Linked DNA regions of Danio rerio: region 2 is linked to region 1. The links are chromatin contacts, called in public Micro-C maps. All regions are on one chromosome and are shown on one strand. Each heading gives the region's core, a stretch centred on a gene start, on an enhancer-like site or on the middle of the called end of the contact. The rest is flanking DNA. Distances are from core to core; before and after follow the strand shown.

Evidence for each region. Hi-C and Micro-C count contacts between places; a contact is called where the count stands out from the background.
Region 2: a contact with region 1 is called in a Micro-C map of caudal fin, with 14 times the contacts expected there. The contact joins the promoter of rhoub here to the promoter of rab4b in region 1. A contact is called at or near these places in 7 of 18 Hi-C or Micro-C datasets (caudal fin, embryo, fibroblasts and 3 more) and 1 of 4 datasets of contacts at active chromatin or transcription factors (caudal fin).

The regions. Positions count from the first base shown.
Region 1 is chr15:10,024,208-10,031,336 of GRCz12tu, forward strand. rab4b (RAB4B, member RAS oncogene family) reads right to left here and starts at 2,619. Exons shown (of 8, transcript NM_001004002.1): 1 at 2,475-2,619. The coding sequence starts at 2,490.
Region 2 is chr15:10,168,395-10,175,523 of GRCz12tu, forward strand. It overlaps rhoub (ras homolog family member Ub), which reads right to left and starts at 4,585. Exons shown (of 3, transcript NM_001017784.3): 1 at 4,180-4,585; 2 at 1,116-1,174. The coding sequence starts at 4,378.

The sequences.
Region 1 (7,129 bases), core at 1,369-3,868:
GCGTTTGTTAAAAGAAGGATCAGTAAAGAGTAACTTACTGATGGACGTCAGGATGGGTTTCTTCCATTTCTCAAGTGTAAGTACGCGCAATTAAGGTTGCCTCGTTGACTCTAGCTTTCAAATGTATTTAGTTGTGATTTGTTACTTGTAACCACGTGTACTGTATCAGGTTAACTCGCTATATTCTCTTATCGCGTGCAAAGTCACGTTTAAAACGCGACGCGTGCTGCTTTGTTTACGGAGCTCCGTGAAGGAGGAGTAGTGTGTGTGTCTGTGTGTGCGTGTGTGTGTGTGTGCGCACGCTGTCGTCCGGAGGTGTGTGTGTTTGTTTGTGTGTGTGTGTGTGTGTGTGTGTGCGCGCACGTTGTCGTCCGGAGCAGGGTTAAGTGTGTGTGTGTGTGTGTGTGCGTGCGTGTGTGTGTGTGTGTGCAATATGTGTGTGTGTGTCTGTGAAAAGAGCAGAGTGAGAAGCTAGGAGATCTCCTCAACTGTTTTTGGAGTTTTTGCTCAATAAAATAGTCAGTCGTCTGTATTTTCAAGTCCATAGTCTGTATTTACATTGACCCACTGGCAGCTAAAATCCACGCCTACACTATCGAGCATCAACTGTGATTACTTTTATATTGCTGATTAGCTGTTGGACATTTCACTCTCTCACTGAAGGCAGTCGACCAATCGCAACAGATTAGCTTCGCGCTAAGGAGGGGTTTGGGAACAAATGAATCACAGGACGATTCATACCGAAGTCGCTGGGATAATTAGGTAAAAATAAATGCAGATTTTGAGACCATGAAAGTGTTTTTTGACCTTGCATGGTTATTAAACTGTTGTTGGAGATCCTTACAACCAAGATATGACCCAATTTCATGTATAATATGGGCTCTTTAACTGAACTGCATTCACAAAAGAACGATGATTCAAAAACAGCACTCAAAGCAAATTCAGGTAATAAAGAAGAAGAAAGTTTACAAAATAAAGGTAAACTATTTTATTTTATATTCGCATTACATTCTGACTTTATACGTAATGGTATATTTTCAGAAAAGTAATCTTTGCTAATTCTAAAATAGAGAAGTCATTTAATCCGCCAAAGACTGTCAAAGAACACCATTGCTCAATGTTCACAGTCAATTAATAAGTGCTAATGTTGTTTTGTGGTCATACTTGCATGCTATTTTAGACTGAATATTCAAAGTAGAATGGTAAACAATATAAGGACAGAGTCACAAGTTATATTCAAACGAATGTGTGAAAATAAAACCGACTTGTGAATGTTTTTCAAAACCCTCTACTCTACTACTATTTCAACCAAATATTTGTCGTATTCAGAGTGAACAAAGACCCAATGATTTGTCATGATTACACTGGGCGACGAAGTGGCACAGTCGGAAGTGGCAGTGCTGTCGCCTCACAGCAAGGTTTGAGCTTTGGCTGGGTTAGTTGGCATTCTGTGTGGAGTTTGCACGTTCTCCCCGCGTTCGCGTGGGTTTCCTCATGCGGTACAGGTGAATTGGGTAGGCTAAATTGTCCGTAGTGTATGAGTGTGTATGGATGTTTCCCAGAGATGGGTTGCAGCTGGAAGGGCATCCGCTGCATAAAACATGTGCTGGATAAGTTGGTGGTACATTCTGCTGTGCCAACCTCTAATTAATAAAAGGACTAAGACGAAAAGAAAATTATTGAATAAATGTTTACACTGTCATGATAAAAACTCTAAAGGCAAAAAAAAAAAAAAACATATTTGCCTCAGTTTTTGCTTTACAAAATTTTAATTAGACTTAAAAGAGGCTTTTAAGTGAATGATTCAAAAGATTCAACTAATTAATCCGGCGAAACTTCAGGCAGAAAAAATATTTCAGCATTTCAAAACACTTTAGGCAGAGGACATTTCTGATTGGCCGAATGAGATCGGGCCGCGCCCCTCACCTTTCTGGTTGTTTACAGATCTCAGAACTATACAAAAACACGTGTGATCTCATATTGTTATTATTTATATTATTTGTTTAATATTGAGATGTGTCCAAAACATATTCGCTTAAAGCAATAATAATACGACGGAAGGAGCTTTTTAAACATTTATATGATGGCTTAAAACATCGTAATCATGGCATAACCAGGAATTACAGAATAGATTTATCAGCTTGTGTCAATACGTAGGCAAATTTTTTAGACATCATCACCACACACCCAACTGCTTATCTGACAGGCCCATCTGAGAGTGTGGACATTAACCTAATAAACACATATTTACCTGATATTTACAGACAGTCTCGACCAGCAAGAATGACAGTAGCATGGCTAAGCACTTGTGATTGACACGCCACGTACTAATCTATAATTGTGAAAAAACTAGAGGTCTGAAGTCAGAAATCGTCTGCCTGCTGGTGATGTTGATACAGCACGCGCGCTCACTCTCACGCACGCGCCAGCACTAGCTAACTGTAAGTGCTAACCACAACAAAAAATGTCATTACCGTACGTCTCTGACATGTCGGTCCCACCGATGAAACCAATCGACCGGGCAGGCGATAGTCTTTATTGGCTTCTTCAGATGAAGGCTTTGCTGTGGTTTGTTTCTGTGTGTAGCTGTGGTAGCCAACAGGCTAATAATTAACTGCTGCTAACGCCTTTCGACGTTTCCTGTTTTACACAGCACAGACCTGCGCGTGCACAACGTGCTCGCTACAGAGGAGTGATGTCATGACGCAAATTTGCCTTTTTAACAGTACAAAAATATATATATACATGCCAGGTGGTAAGTATAAATCAAATACAAATATTCAGAATGTACGTATGTAATAATCAAATAAACACATTGTAAAATTCACAAAGTTTTAAAGTGCTTAGGGTTTTCTTAGAGTCTCTAAAAGTCTAATATATAAGCATAATTCAGTCATCGGTACCTTAAAATTCGGTTTCTTATTAGTAGATTGACATTTATGAATGGTAATTTTGTTGCAGATTTGTCTTTTTTTTGTAGTCTATGTGGTAAAAATGCACAAATGGTTAAAGTGCTTTGGTCCAAAATGTAAGTTGAACAGAAGTTTCTATGTGTGATATAATTTGTTACCTTTCTCATGACAAACATAACATAAATATATAGGCAATCTATTTATTCTAATTGGTAAATATAATATTCATAAATTTTCTTCTTCTCTACCTAATTTGCACAATTTTCTTTGAGACTTTAATGGTTAATTTTACACCCCTTGGAAACTTCAGTGGGAATTTATGTTTTTTGTCACAACCTTCCACACATAATTACAAAATCAGGTCTCTCTTTTAAAAGTAAATTGTAACAGCCCCATAAATGAAGTTTTTTTTTTTTTTTTTTTGATGGAAATTTCTGATCAGATTCAATGGAAAAAAAGTTTGGTCTTTGTCTTTAAAATATATAATAACTAACAAAATTAGAGAAAATTTTATTCAAACAGATTTTAAACAGCCAAGACATTTTTGAAAAAATATAAAATTGCTGATCATATTTTTTTGGAATTTCTCCCATACAAAATGCTTTTGGATTAAACTTTCTTTGGTTGTTCATTGCAAAATACTAACAGAATTTTTGTTATCTTTTTAAAATATCCTGTTCGTTTTTTTTTTTTTTCAATACTCCTAATGATAAAATTAGGAATATTTCATTATTAACCTTCTTTTAATTCTTGCAAAAGTCCATATACTGCAAAATTTTCTCAACGTATACCTTGTTTTATTGTTTTTGAAAAGGAAAACCAACTTTACATCAGAGCTATTGCTTCCTCTAAAAATCTTAAAGCTATTAGAACTGTTAACTTATTTTGCTTTTTTAATTTGTTTAACACCTGATTTTATATTATCTGTTGTTTTTTATTTATTTATTTATTTAATATTTTCTCTCTTATATATGCTTTTTGGATGCTTTACCTCTCTGTAAAACTCATGGACCAATCTATGTAACAATTTTTTGATGCTGTTATTGTTGTCCTTTAATAATAATAAAAAAAAATACTAAAACATTATTCAATAATCTACATTACAAAATGTTTATAGTAAAAAAATGTTAAAAACGGTGAAACTTTATAAGGACTTTAAAATGTTATAGAATTGGACTCTTTGCCTCTGTAACTTTTATATTGTTTATTAGTATTATTTATTTTCTTATTAATTTAATTTGATTGTTCATCCAATGTCATGCTTATTATGATTGTGTTGTTACAACGCAAATAAAAATAGCCTATGGGTAAACTAAATAAAAATTTTAGCATCAGAATTAAATGATGAAATAAGAAATAATTTATCATTAGGTAATTAAGAAGCCTAATTCCTAGGATTTGAAAATAACATCAATAATTAATGTTATTTAAATTGTAATTAGCTTAAAGGTTTTTTGACACAATTTTTTTGCTGAAATAAATAAAGAAATAAATAAAAATAATAAATAAGTGATTTTTATATTATTATGATTATACTGCATTTTATTCATTCGTTTATTTTTGAAATGTGTTGTAATATGTTTATTTGTTGCATGTTTTTAAAAAAGTGAGCAACAAAGGCTATTATGTGACCAACAATATACAGTATTTGAAATATTATTTTATAATAATCCTTTTTCAGCATGGATTATAATGGGCCTATGTTGTTTTGTCTTAATACTTAAAAAAACTTTCATTTTAAATAACCATTATGTATGAAGATGTTCATGTATTTTGTATTTTTAAAATCTATTTTCTTGATGCTTTCTCTATGATTTAGTCATGTTTTAGGTTTATGTTTAAATTTTTATAAATAATTCAGTATAAATTGAATTTAATTTGACATGTTTTTTTATTTTATTATTTATCAAAGCAGATGCAAATATTCCATGTTGGTTATTTTAAATTAATTCATACATTCCTTTTCTTTTTGGCTTAGTGCCTTCGTTAATCAGGGGTTGCCACCAACTTATCCAGCATATGTTTTACGCAGCAGATGCCCGTCCAGCTGCAACACTTGGAAACAACACACCCACACACACATACACTACATTCATTTTAGCTTACCCAATGCACCTATACCACATGACATGTTTTTGCACTTGTGGGGGAAACTGGAGCACCTGGAGGCAACCCACGCAAACACAGACAGAACATGCAAATTCCACACAGAAATGTCAACTGACCCAGCCGGGGCTTAAACCAGCAATCTTCTTGCTGTGAGATGATTGTGATACCCACTGCGACACCATGCTGCCCCTATTTTATATTTAATTTAAATAAAAATAAAATAAAAATAAAATAAAGCAAATGACAGCCTTATCAACTGCTAGTTGTTACTTTGCATTCTTTAATATTCGGTTAGCATATAGTTTAACTTAATACAGCAACACTTTATTGTAGATGTAAAGACATGTTTTAGTTGTTTACATTTAGTAGGGTTTTTATGGAAAATTATTTATCAAGGCAGCTGTATGTGATGTCAGTTCATTTATAGCCTATTTATATTTGATAATTGGCACAACAACACTTCGATGTTGTCAACAAATGTACATTAGAGTTCTAGAGTTCACATATGAACACAAGGTGGCAGTCAAACTCCATGTGTTCAAAATAGCAAACTAAAAGCATAAAAAATTCAACGATTACGTTTTTAACCACATTTTATTACATTAGCCTAAAGAAGCCATTTCAATGAATGATTAAAAAGATTATAAAGACCAACAGAATCACCGTAGCGAGCGAAACAAACTAGGCAACAAAAGCATTAGCATATCAAAACACTTTAGAATAATGTACCTTAATATAGTTTATATAGTATGAACACACGGTGGCAGTCAAACTCCATCTAGTCAAAAAAGCCTTGCTAAATGTAATCCCAAAGGCATGGTTTACCCCAAAATTAACAGTTGTCACTATTTATTCGCTCAAGTGCACAAATGTTTGGGGAAAAAAATGGTTCTGAGTGAATCCTTATGAAGCTGTTAAACATTTTCCCTGCTAAATCCTAAATGAATATTATATAAACAGAAGAAAAAATCCACCACATATTTAACTGAACTGCAAATAAAATGAAATTTGATAATAAATCAACAAAAATAGAAATATTGGGTTTATAATTACAAATATACACTTGCATGTTTGTGTGCATGTACATAATCAGCAAACAGTCTACACTCAATGGTCACTTTATTAAATACACCTTACTAGTACTAGGTTGGACACCATCTTGCCTTCAAAACTCCCTTAATCATTTGTGTCATAGAGTACTGGACAATTTCTCAGAGATTTTGGTCCAAATTGACATGTAGCATCACACAGTTGCTGCAGATTTGTCGGCTGCACATTCATGGTGTGAATCTCCTGTTCCACCACATCCTAAAGGTGATCTATTGGATTGTGATCTGGTGATTGTGTAGGCCATTTGAGTACAGTGAACTCATTGTCATGTTCAAGAAACCAGTCTGAGATATTTATGTTTATGACATTATGGGTTATCCTTCTGGAAGTAGTCATCAGAGGAAGGGTACACTGTTTGTCACATTCGGATGCACATGGTCAGAAACAATACTCAGGCTGTGGTGTTGACATGATGCTCAGTTGGTATTATTAGGGGGCCAAAGTGTGCCAAGAAAATATCCCGCACACCATTACAGCACCATCAGCAGCCTGAACCGTTGATACAAGACTGGATGGATCCATGCTTTCATGTTGTTGATGCCAAATTCTGACCCTACCATCCGAATGTCACAGCAGAAACTGAGACTCATCAGACCAGGCAACGGTTTTCCAATTCTCTATCGTCCAAAATTGGTGAGCCTGTGTGAAATGAGACCTCAGTTTCCTGTTTTTAGCTGACAGGAGTGACACCCTGTGTTGTTTCTGTTGCTCTGTTGAGCCATCTGGCTCAAGGTTGGACGTGTTCTGCGTTCAGAGATGCTCTTCTGCAGACCTTGGTGCGGTTGTAACGAGGGGTTATTTGAGTTACTGTTGCCTTTCTATTATCTTGGACCAGTCTGGCCATTGTCCTCTGACCTCTGGCATCAACAAGGCGTTTGTGCCCACCGGACTGCCGCTGTCTGGATATTTTCTCTTTTTCAGTACCTAATAGGTGTACCTAATAAAGTGGCCAGTGAGTGCACATGCTTGTCTGTTGTGAAAACGCATGAGAGTTAGTC
Region 2 (7,129 bases), core at 3,335-5,834, 150 kb after region 1:
GTGTGAGGATGTCTCCCAGTACTGGGTTGCAGCTGGAAGGGCACCTGCTGTGTAAAACATATGCTAAATAATTTGGCAGTTCATCCCGCTGTGGTGACCCCTGATGAATAAAGGGACTAAGCCGAATGTAAACGAATTAATGAAAATGACCCTTTCCCAGAGATGGGTTGTGGCTGGAAGGTCATCCACTGCGTAAAAACTTGCTGGATTAGTTGGCGGTTCATTCCGCTGTGGCGACCCCAGATTAATAAAGGGACTAAGCCGACAAGAAAATAAATGAATGAATGAATGAAAATGACCCTGTCGTTATGTTATCCAGCCTTACAGTCAAAATAACTCCGGTCATTAAATAGCACTTAATATCAGACACACAGTCATTATCATAATCAACTGACAGCTATTTCCCTTTGTTGACATGGTCACCTGCACAACACAACAGAAGTACATCCAAACAAACCGAACTAGCAAGCTTTTGTGATAGCAGCCTTTGTTTGTGCAAAGTGCATTTGTCGGTTCTCTACATGAAAGCCTGCTGAACTCTTATCTTTTTGCCTGAGCTTGTCTCTGAAAGGGATTTATAGGTTATGTACTAAGAGGGCAGAGTCGCGTATTTGTTAACTCATGACAAAGGAGTGTCCATTTCTGAGTTTAAAACCCTTCAACCGTATCATATGGAAAATCTGAATCAATGCCAAGCCTTTTCAGGCTGTTTGTCAGTGATACGAAAAGCCGGTTTCGAAAGCAGGAGCTTGAAAACAATCAGTAAAAATGCTTGGCATCAAAAACAACACTTGGAGGCAAAAGCGCTGCTTGAACGGTGCCCTGTTCAAGCCTGCATGGCTCCGAAAACACAAGGGAGATCCAGTACCTGCGTGCCAATAGCTGGAGGATTGTTCTTTTTCCCTCGCTTTATGATTTCCTCACAGTACGCCATCCCTCTAATTGCTACGTTTTTGGTTGCACAATCTGAAATGCTGGTTTCAGAGTGACCCAAATGCCTTCTTTCATCAAATATCGAGTTTCTTTATAGGGGTTGGTTTAAAATGAATGGAATTAAACGTGATGTTATGATTGTGGGACGATTGTGTTACGGAGTGGGGCACAGGAGGTCTTACCTGTCCTGCAGTGTCACAGAGCTGCAGTCTCACTGGCTGACCGTCCACCTGTACGACCGCTGGAGGAAAAAGAGGAGGGAAACAATGAGTCATTTTACTGCCAACACACACACACACACACACACACACACACACACACACACACACACACACACACACACACACACTGGTTTCCATTTAGTCAGCTGACATGGTAAACAAAACAAACAGCCATGAGACTTCAGCTGTAAATAAGACATACTTATAAAGCTTTTAGGATTAAAACATGATTTGAATGATAAACACTTTCCCTTAAATTATAATATAAATATTAAACTATATACAAAGACAAGACATAGAATAACATATTGTAGAACTCATTATTTAGTAATTTAAATAAGAATGAATTATAATAATAAATTAACAAATGTAAATAAATAATACTTTCATATAATGGACTAACAGATAATATAAAAAAGGTTTATAATAATAGCAACATCAAAAACAATATTTTCTTAAAATGTTTGTAATATAAGATAACAAGATAACAACAACTATTATCATTATTGTTGCCATTATTGTTATTAACAACAACAACAACAACAACAACATAAACAACAAAACAACAACAACAACAACAACAACAACATAATAATAATAATAATAATAATAATAATAATAATAATAATAATAATAATAATAATAATAATAATAGAGGATTAAAAATAATAATTATTATTATACAAATAATACTAGTAATAATGAATAAATTATTATTATTATTATTATTATTATTATTATTAATAATAATAATAATAATAATAATAATAATAATAATAATAATAATAATAAAGAATTGTAAATAACAATTCTTTATAACAATGTTTTGAAATAAAAGAATCATAAAAGTTTTACTTCAACTATTGCTACTAATACAAATAATATTATTAATAATATTATTATTAATAATAATAATAATAATAATAATAATAATAATGGATTACAAATAATAATAATAATAATAATTATACAAATAATAATAGTAATAATAATAAATAAATGATTATTATTATTATTATTAATAATAACAATAATAAAAAAGAATTGTATATAACAATACTTTTAAACAAGGTTTTCAAATAAAAGAATCATAATGGCATAAAAGTGTTACTACAACTATTACTACTAATACAAATACTATTAATAATAATAATAATACTTATTATTATTATTATTGTTATTATTATTATTATTATTATTATTATTATTATTATTATTATAACAACAATAAAACCAATAATAAAAACCATACACCCCCACGAACATGATACAGATCTGCAGTTTAGATATAATGCATGTTCTGCATCTCATTGTTCATGCATTGCTCATATCTGTAGGTCTGAGTGTGCAGTTAAATCCGACTGTTCATTCCAGCAGGCCTCAGTAAAGTGATCTGCTGATGCTCCGTCACTTCAAAGTGTTCAGAGCCCATTGTATAATAGTCTCCAAATCCCTGTCATATGATCGGTCTTTAATTTGGCCCCTTCGCCCCAGTGCGGCACCTGTTGAATTGCGTAACTGCTCTGAAGCCAGTGAGGGTGACGTCGCCTATGGCTCCAGCAGGAGACCCAATTGATTTTAGGGCTCAGATGTTTAGGATTGCGATATTGCGCAACAGGTTTAGAACTACAAAGACAGGCTTGTGGGAATTTAATGGGGATCTGACCATGACTGGCTCTTGTTTGACATCCATTCACAATTTATGCAGGATGGCGTGATGTTTAATAACTCTTTTATATAAAAGCTGCAAACTTTTTAGTAGTTTTGGCCATTAGTTTACATGTCAACAGTGTTTGAATGGCAATATTTTCATTTCTGGTGAACCATCCCTTTTAGAACTGTATGTGCTCTGTGCACAAACGTTTCTTTACAAAAGAACTTTGCCAACTTTGATTGGCAGGCAAAATGACTAAATTTGTTGAGAACATTATTGTCTGTGTGCAAAACCTTTCAAAATTAAAACATAAAGCTTGTAAATTGTTGTCTTGTAAACATACCCTCATATGCAACGTGCTCTTTGATTAAAAAAATATTTTACCATATGATCTTTAAAGAACTTTCATTAGGTTATAAAATTTGAGTCTGCATTAAGTTCTTATACTTTTTATAAATATGATTTTTTATAAATATGTGTATATTTTAGTTATAGCCAATTTATTAACTAAAGACATGAAATACTTAAAGATTTGTTTAACTGAGAAAATCTAAATTAATAATGCTAATGTTTATTTTTGTACATTTTTAAGAACAAGTAGTGCTAGTGACTTTTTAGTCCATTTCTCTGTGTTGTTGTTGCAGTTCTTGACTTTTAAGTGTCTACATAGTTTTTATCTAATATTGTTTTGATTATTAGATTTGAAAAAAAAATACAAATAATAATAGTAATAATAAATAAATGAATATTAATAATAATAATAAAAATAATTAAAAAAGGATTGTAAATAACAATACTTTATAACAATGTTTTGAAATGAAAGAATCATAATGGCATAAAAGTTTTACTACAACTATTACTACTAATACAAATTGCATTAAGTTCTTATACTTTTTATGAATATGATTTTTTTATAAATATGTCTATATTTTAGTTATAGCCAATTTATTAACTAAAGACATGAAGTTTGATTAATAGATTTGAAAAAATAATAATATATATATATATATATGGCTAATACTTAACAAAAACAGTTTGTTTAACTTTAAATTTTATTTTAAAAACACAAAAAATATATATTTATTCAAATTAGAAAATACCTGAAGTTATTTTAATGACACTTTTCCAAGTCAAACAAATAAATAAACCAAAACATTAACAAAAAATGAGCTGAAAGTTTATAAATCGTGTCCAAAATTAGGGTCAAAATGTTCTGGTGATGAAATGCATTGCTCTGCTATAACACATAGAAATGGCTTCAATTACTGAAAAAAGGTTTTAGCCTACCAAAACAACTAAGATATTCACAAATGTAAGTTTGTTTTTTGTTGTTTGCAGCTGATGCGCTGCAGTACACCAACCCACACTCACCTGAGAAGTCGTCAAACGCTGTCGGGACATATTTTGTTGGATATCCATTGGTTGTGTAGCTTACAATGAGGCTGGTTTTTCCCACAGCCCCGTCCCCGAGAAACACGCACTTAAGCAGGCGGCCCTGGCAGTGCGCGGCTGACGGAGACTGGGGCATGTGCGGGGGAACCGGAGGCGCCATCAGGTTACTGTAATCCATGACCGGACCGCAGGTGGCTCGCGCACTCCCGATGGAGTGACCCGAGGAAAACACATTAAAAACAGCACTTTATAAAGAACTGGCCCCTACGAGCGCTGCGTGAATACGCTTGCTTGGCTGCAAGACGTGTAAACAGTCAATAAATCCCAAACACTCAAGAAGGTCTCCACGGACAACTAGAAAGTTCTCTTGCTCTACAACTACTGGGTGAGGAGTGAGAAAGGCAGCTTTTATAGTCAGCTTTCATTTGACTAACTCCTCCCACTTCACATGGCTGATTTAATATTCATAATGTGCCACCAAAAAGATACAATAATAGCGCGTTGAAAGATTTCTGCTTGTGAACGCTACGCTTCCTTTTTATTAAAACTGATTTAAATGACGCAGTCTTATTTACAGTGAATTATGTGTCTGTAGATTTTGTTTAATAGATTATTGCAAGTAAGCAAACACAAACATTTATTAAAGGAAAAGTGCATTTTAAATAAGCCAGTAAATGTATATTTTTATTTAATGCATATTTTCTTTAGTTCAATGCATATTTTCATATTTCTTTATTTGAAATAATATTATGTATATGGCAGAGAAAACAGGCTCATTGGGGTCGCAAAGCACCTGTTTCACTGTGGAATTTAGGAAAACCGCCTCTTAAATTAGTTTATTTTCAATAGGAATATAAATATATGACAATTATTATTGTCACATGTTACATGTGGCAAGCAAAATAAACAGCATAGAAAAAAAACATAAAATGTAGAGATTGCACTTACATTACGCTGTAATGATAATTTGTTAATGTAGGCCTAATTATATTAAACTATAGCCTAACTATAAGCAAAACTGAATAAAGTAATATAACCTTTTTCAAATCTCTTGCCATTATTTCCTTAATTTTGCAACGACGCATTACTGATCTTTTCTGCCATCTGCCGGTCATAAATTAAAACACATTAATTTAGAAAGTGCTTGATATAATAAATAAACAAATTGCACTTAAAACGATAAAATATCAGTTGGCCTATTATATATTTCCTTTATTTTATATAGTTAGAACGTTTTTTTTTATGTCTAGTACTGTATGTCTGTCATTTTTAAGCATAGTTTGTTTCTGTAAAACATAATATTACATAACAAAGTCATCTTTGGGATAAAGCCAGGGAAATTGATTATTTGTCCAGCTCAGGCTTTACATCTCCTTTATAATTGGTCTCATTCTACTTAAAAGCATATATCAGGAGGAGATAAGCTGATCTTTATGGTCAGACCAAAGGCAGGGGCGGGGACCCATGTTGCTCTTAAAGACAGCACATAAAGTACGAAGTGCAGCAGTCAGATGTCATCTCATCTGAACAAACTCCATATGTGACAACGTAAAATGTGTAATTCTTTTATAACTTGTTTAGCTTAAGTTATGAAACTGTAATAATAAGTGCTGAATTGACCATTAATTTACATCAGCAACTCGTAGCCTTTTTATAAAGAAAAAAAAAAAACATTTTTTCTTATAAATCATTGCAAATAATCGTTTTGTTAAAAAATAATTTTTTAATTTTTTTGTAAAAAAAATAATTTTTGTTTATTTAATGCAATTTCTGATAAGATATATGTGTGTTTTCGCGGACAAATATGTCCAGTATTGTCAATACACGAAACAGCTTTTGAACATTTAACTTTTTTTAATTACAAAACAGCTGTTGAGGTCGGTAAACACGACGCATTGGAGAGAAAAAAACTTATTTTCCTTGCGAAATTGTTGCATGTATTTATTTTTGCGGGATTGGTTAGCAACATTTGTAGGGCTACATGTTTTTAAACACTCAACTATGATTAGTGTAACAAAACCGTGTTTAATCTATAGTTCTCAGTTAATTACAAAAACATAAGCTAGTTGCCCACAAATAACATATAACAAACCCGTATGCAGTAGCACATGTATGATAATAAATGGGTAATTCTTCAACCACGGTCACTTTATATGTCCTTAATATATATATAATTTTGTTCAAATTAAAATTTTTGTAAAAAAAAAAAAAAAAAAAAAAAAAACTAACAATAAAACCTACTTAAAAAATGTACTACCTTTCTATTATATTTTTTCATATTATTCAACCTCCTTTTAGATGTCAAAATCACTGTTTTCACCTTGTCGCACACCCAGAGTTTTAAACTTCAACAATAAGAAGTGACATTTTAAAATATTATTTATCTTGTATAAATTAATGTATCTAAATAAAGCAGTAGTAAAGTAATGTAAATATTTTATAGTTATTAATGTGAGACTATTATCAATAGAGTTTTTTTTATACAAAATATAGCTGTCACACGGTATCAGTGTCATTTCCAAACTAATTAAATTAATATTAAATTTTAGAATGTGACGGGTGTACAATTCAGCATACAACTAATTTTCATTGATAAATGTATATATATATATATATATATATATATATATATATATATATATATATATATATATATATATATATATATATATATATATATATATATATATATATTGTGGAAAGATTTGTTAAACTAGATACAAAAATGATCTTGGACAATGTTTGACTGCCATCATTTATTTCATTTTGAAATAAAAGCTGTATATTGTGATTTGGTGAAATTGACATTTGTTCAGTTCACGATGGAAAAAAAAAAGTTTCTCTTATCTAAGTTTGTCCTCTTACAGATTTTAAACTAGACAAATTGTTTAAACTTATGAGGCTGTTACGTTAATTTTGAGCAAGTTTT